Linked DNA regions of Macaca mulatta: region 1 is linked to region 2. Evidence: chromatin contacts called from public Hi-C data. All regions are on one chromosome and are shown on one strand. The core of a region is the stretch at or near the end of the contact, and the rest is flanking DNA. Distances in the headings are between cores, read along the strand shown.

What was found. Hi-C and Micro-C count contacts between places; a contact is called where the count stands out from the background.
Region 1: a contact with region 2 is called in a Hi-C map of liver, with 3 times the contacts expected there. The contact joins the promoter of RTCB here to the promoter of FBXO7 in region 2. A contact is called at or near these places in 5 of 14 Hi-C or Micro-C datasets (CD4 T cells, cortical neurons, fetal cortex germinal zone and 2 more).

Annotation. Positions count from the first base shown.
Region 1 is chr10:19,091,533-19,094,232 of T2T-MMU8v2.0, reverse strand. RTCB (RNA 2',3'-cyclic phosphate and 5'-OH ligase) reads right to left here and starts at 1,319. Exons shown (of 12, transcript NM_001194558.1): 1 at 1,101-1,319. The coding sequence starts at 1,193.
Region 2 is chr10:19,029,026-19,031,897 of T2T-MMU8v2.0, reverse strand. FBXO7 (F-box protein 7) reads left to right here and starts at 1,542. Exons shown (of 9, transcript NM_001257458.1): 1 at 1,542-1,942. The coding sequence starts at 1,821. It overlaps BPIFC (BPI fold containing family C), which reads right to left and starts at 1,999. Exons shown (of 17, transcript XM_077949874.1): 1 at 1,153-1,999.

The sequences.
Region 1 (2,700 bases), core at 70-2,569, 63 kb before region 2:
GCACAAAGAATCTTCCCGCCTTGGCCTCCCAAAGTGTTGAGATTACAGGCCATGAACCACTGTGCTCCCCTTATGTTTCCTTCCTTCAGGGTATCGGTTTCCATACAAAGAAAGTGGCCAAACAGCAAATAGAACACAGATTTATCCCTGTGGGCTTTTTCTTCCCTCAGTGTAAATGACTTGCCAACAAGGGAAACTCAATAAGCTTTGATTCCGAATAAAAGAGGGGAGTGGCTATTGGGAGCTGTTTACCAAGACGTGAGACGGTAAACCTTTGAGGCATTTACTTGGCATCTTCAGGGATTTCAAAAACTATTTAAAAATACGTTGCAAAACTTCACAAACGTTTTCTTTTTTCACGTTAATGAAAAATATGAGCACAGATGGTGATGAAGGCCGAGAGATACAGAGCCCAGGCTTTTAAACTGTCTGATGATCCCAAGCCCTCAAGTCTCCATTTGGGACATCAGAGGAAAAACTAGTAAACTGGACATCAAGTCCTGGCTGAGCTTCTTCCTAGGTAGGTAGAGGAAACTATGTCACCGACAGATGCTCGAGGTCCTTCTGTGAAGTATTAAAATCAATCAGGCCCTCCCCTGTGCTACTGCAAGAAATGACATCGCTTAATTAAAAACCAACATGGAATACTGAATGCTGAAAACTTGGTTCAGTGAACAAAGGTCTGTAAACGTTATATAAATAACCAGCATGACTCAGAGGAGATGAATTCCAGTCCTAGCAAATGAACCCAGGGCTGGCAATTTCCACCTTGAAGACCAGGAACGTAAACCAGCTCACGATGCGTTTATGAGACTGATCTGTGAAAACGCTTTGGAAACCCCAATTTCGTATTTATTTGGATTCCCCATATCCACTGCGCTTAGCTTCTCCTCGTGGTTCGGGGACCTCTCCTGGCGGGAGGTGGTGCTGGAACACGTTGGGCGGCCCCAGAACCGTGAGGGGAGAAGGAGGGGATGAGAGAAACTCTGCAAGGGGCCGGGGCGGACCCAGTGGTCGAGGGAGGTCCAGAGGGCGCGGTGGACGCCGGCCGGGCCGGGGACGGAGCAGGGAAGGCCCCGCCATTTACTCTCCTGACTTACCTGCATGTTGGGCACGAAGCCCTTCTTGATCCTCCAGCAGTTTTTACTGATCTTTTCCAAGAACTGCAGCTCATCATTATAGTTGCGACTCATGGCGGCGACAACGGTAGCGAAAACTCCCGGCTCGGCTTTGAAGAGCGGCTGCCGCGTTGTCCGGCTTCCCAGAGCACCGCCTTCCAACAACCAAAGCGCAGGCGCGACCAGCGCCGCAGCAGGATGAGCAACGGCAAGCGCCGAGGCTCGAAACTCTTCAGGCCAACGTCTTTCCTCTGGTTAAGCTGCATTGTCCTCTAGTGTATAGCTAGGATCTTTATTAGTCGATTTCCTCTAAGCTACAGCTAAGCGAAATCCAGGAGTTTAAATTCTAATGTAGTTATCTTTTGTTTTGGAGACGCTTTTCTGCAGCTTATGAAAACACCTTGAGTCTGGGTCAGGTCCGGTGCATCGGCTTGGAGTTTACACCCTCAGCTGGGAGGGGAAAAAGATACGCCAGCAGCTGAGAAAGAAAAACCTGTTTGAATAAATACCATAGCTGAACATTTATGTTTCGGAATGAATCTGGATATACATCAAATAACTTTTTTTTATCGGAAAGGGGCATCCTAAAGAATGAAGCATGGCAGCTTATCGTTTATTCTAACAAACATTTGTGGATGCATCTATTATGGCCAGACATGTACTACAAAATGATCAAATCACAGCCCTATGGATCGCCAGAACTCCTCAGTCTAGCATCCTTTGATCATCAAGACCTCTTTAATCATGCTTTTATACGCCATGTTTCTTGTTCATAGTGGTAAGTGAGCCTCTTGTTCATAGTGGTAAGTGAGCTTTAAGTGATTTCAGTTTCGAGTTCTGCCTCATGTCAACAACTGCAACTTTGGGATTAGAAAGACTTGCAAGATTCTATTTCTATCTGTGCCATTTACTGGCTTGGTGTGATTAACCCTTCTTATCTCTGTTTCATCATGTCTAAAATGGGATCATACTTCTTTCTTGAGTAGAAGGCTAAATGAAGTGACACCAGAGGAGTAATCAGCACAGGGTTTGGCACACGGCAAGCACTCTGTAAACAGCTCTCCTTCCATTCCCCCACTAGACTGTAAGTGCTGCAAAAAAAAAAACAGTATGTAGTTTACATTCATTTATCGCATTACCTACACTGGTTCCGGTCTTCTTCTCTTCTGCCCCAATTTCTCCCCACTGATTAGGTGCTCTGACACATTGATATCATTCTCAATTATGAATTGTCTGAGTTTAGTACTCCACACTGCCATTTCACTGAATCTGTGATGGGTGAAAAATCCTAAAGCTTGAAGTGATGCAACTTTTAGAGTTTCCTGTGGTTACCCTGTTTCTTGGAAAGATTTCAGACGTAAAGAATTCTCTTTTAAAATCAAGCCTTGACGTCTGTGCAACCTTAGGTCTCTTCCCTTTTCTATTTTTTATTTTATTTTATTGAGACGGAGTCTCACTCTGTCGCCAGGCTGGAGTGCACTGGCACCATCTTGGCTCACTGCAAACTCCACCTCCCAGGTTCCAGCGATTCTCCTGCCTCAGCCTCCCAAGTAGCTGGGACTACAGGTTCGTGCCACCACTC
Region 2 (2,872 bases), core at 293-2,792:
GTGACAAAACTGGCGAGTATACCCTTTCCACAAAAAGTAAAAACGGCCTTGCTAAAAAAATTAAATTTATATTCAAGTGCTGTTTCTTTACGACATCAAAGAAACAAACATTTCTAACAACTCCAATCCTCAGGTCTGTATGTCTGTCATAAAGCAGACACTTTTTACACTCTACTGCAAGAGCTGATTCACTCAACTGTAAACTCTGCATGGACAGAAACATGTCTTTTTGGTCTCTGAGTCTCCGGCATGTGGGGTTACCTGTCAAAAAGCAGGCAATCAATACATATTTACTTGCAGAATCGAGGGCAGGATGTGGACAAGTGCCGCCACCTATAGGGAGAAACTTTATTTGACTCTAAGGATTTGGACTACGGTTATCATACAAGGATGAAACTTGATACTCTCTCTCATCTAAGTTATCATTAATTAGATCCTCTCTGGTAGCCAGCCTCCAGGATGGCCTGCAGCGATCCCTGTCTGTTGGCATTCATACCTTCGGGTGGATCCCCTCACACAGCGGGTTGGTTTGTAAATATGACAAAAGCCATATGTGACCTCTGGAGCTAGGTCATAAAAGACATTGTGGCTTATGCCTTGGTCTCTCTGGGATCACCTGCTCTGAGGGAGACCAGCTGCCATGTCATGGGGACACTCAAACAGCCCTATGGGGAGGTTCACGTGGTGAAAAACAGGTCTCCGGCCAACAGTCATGAGTGTGCCATCCTGGAGGCCGATCCTCCGGCCCTAATCAATAACTGCTGCCCTGGCCTACACTTTGACTGTAATCTCATGGGAGACCTGGAGACAGAACCACTCAGCCACGTATCCCCAAATCCCTGACCTCTAAAACCTGTGGGACAACAAATGTTTATTGCGTTAAACGTTGGGGTGATTGTTACGCAGCAATAGAGTTCTAATAAACTGTCGAACATAGATTACTGGCTACAAATAGTTCTACTTTTTTTGAGACAGGGTCTCGTTCTGTGGAACTAGGCTGAGGTGCAGTGGTGCGATCACAGCTCACTGAGGCCTCAACCTCCGGGCTCAATCGGCCCTCCTGCCTCAGCCACCCAAGTAGCTGGGATCACAGGCAGGCGCTACCACGCCTGAGTAATTTCTTGTCTTTTTTGTAGAGATGGGGGGTCTCACCATGTTGCCCAGGCTGATCTCGAACTCCTGGGCTCAAGCGATCCACCCGCCTCGGCCTCCCAAAGTGCTGGGATTACAAGCGTGAACCACCGCGCCCGGCCAAGCCTGAGGATTAACCTAGGCTTCTCAGAGCAGATGCCGCTGGAGCTGCGGGCCACAGAAGAAATGGGGTGACACTTGGTCCTGGGGAGTGGCGACTGTATTGTCTGTCTGCAGCATCCCTGTCTGCGCTACCGTTGTTCCATGCACACAGGGAGCAAATACAGGGAGTCCCAGCTACCGCCGAGGAAAGACTGGGACGCCAGGGAGCTGCCGCATCTCGGCGCCTGCGCACTGTGCCCGCACTCTCAGGCAGGGCCGTTGCGCGCCGAGTCATCGATCGGCCGACCCCAAGAGGCCTGGCTCCTTTAGGCCGCCTGCCCGCCTCCAGCTCTCGGGGTCCGCTCCAGGCGGCGCCCTCAGGAGTGGGGCGGGCGCTCATATTCCAGAGCCCCACCAGCAGGGCGGTCTCGGTGGCGGGGCTGTTTCCTCGTTTCGCCTCAGCAAGCCCTCAGCTCCGGTAGTCGCCGGTCCGGGGTTGTAGCCGTTTGGGGCGAGAGCTGCTCGGCCCCGCCGCCGTCCCCGTCGCCGCCTCCGGGTCCAGGCCCCACGGGTCGCCTGCCGCCGTCATGAGGTTGCGGGTGCGGCTTCAGAAGCGGACCTGGCCGCTGGAGGTGCCCGAGGCAGAGCCGACGCTGGGGCAGCTGCGCGCGCACCTGAGCCAGGCCCTGCTGTGCACCTGGGGGTACAGGTACGCGGGGGCCGGGGCTGGGCGGCCTGCGGGGAGTGGGGAGTGCTGGGGGTGGGTGCAGGGCGGGTTGGCGTCATCTGTGGGCTGCAGGCGCGGGCGTGGCCGGGCGCTAGGCCAGGTGCGGGGACGCCGGGGGTGGGGGGACCTTCACTGGAGGCCTCGGCTCTTCCGGGCGTCGCGGAGCGGGGGGCGGGGGGGTGCCGGCGACTGGACGCGCGGGTGGTCGGCTGGGGTCCTGCTCCTGGAGAACATGGCGCGGCCTCCCGGGGGCTCCGGTCCCCTTCTGGGTGAGTCATGGCCTCTGGTCTTGCAGTAAAGGAAACCGGGGAGAGGAGGGAACGCAAAATTCCCACAACTGGTTAGATTTCAAGTTGGAAATGATGAGCTTGGCTTGGGTTAAACCTTTCTGGACTGTCAGGGGTCCGAGTTAATTTCTTCAGCTGTTGGGAGTATTTCAGTGAAAAAGTTTGGAAATTGCTGGAAGTTAAAAATCTGCCCTCCATCCGAGGCCACCGGTAGCTTGTATGGCTGCTGTGAAGCGGCAGCAATTTTAGATTGTTATGTTCATGCGCCAGGCATCGCGGCGAGCGCTTGGACTTAGCCGCTGAAAAGTTTTAGAAAGTACAGCGTGTAGGCGTGTTTCAGCCCTTTGATTTTCTTGGGCGAAATGTTGCTTTTTTGCTAAAACTGAGGCAAAGGTTGATCTTGAGAGCTTGCAGTTTGGGGGCAGTAAAGTTGAGAAAGGATCATATTCTGTTATTGGTTTATGGGACTGCAGATGAAGCTGCTTTGTTTCCCTAAAAGATACTTTTTGGGGAACAACAATTTGGGAGTAAAGCGGCACGGTAAGAGTGGTCCTCTTCAAATACTGAGCTAGTGGATTTGAAACTTGAGTGTGCTAAGGACGAATAAAAATGATGTTCCCTGGGG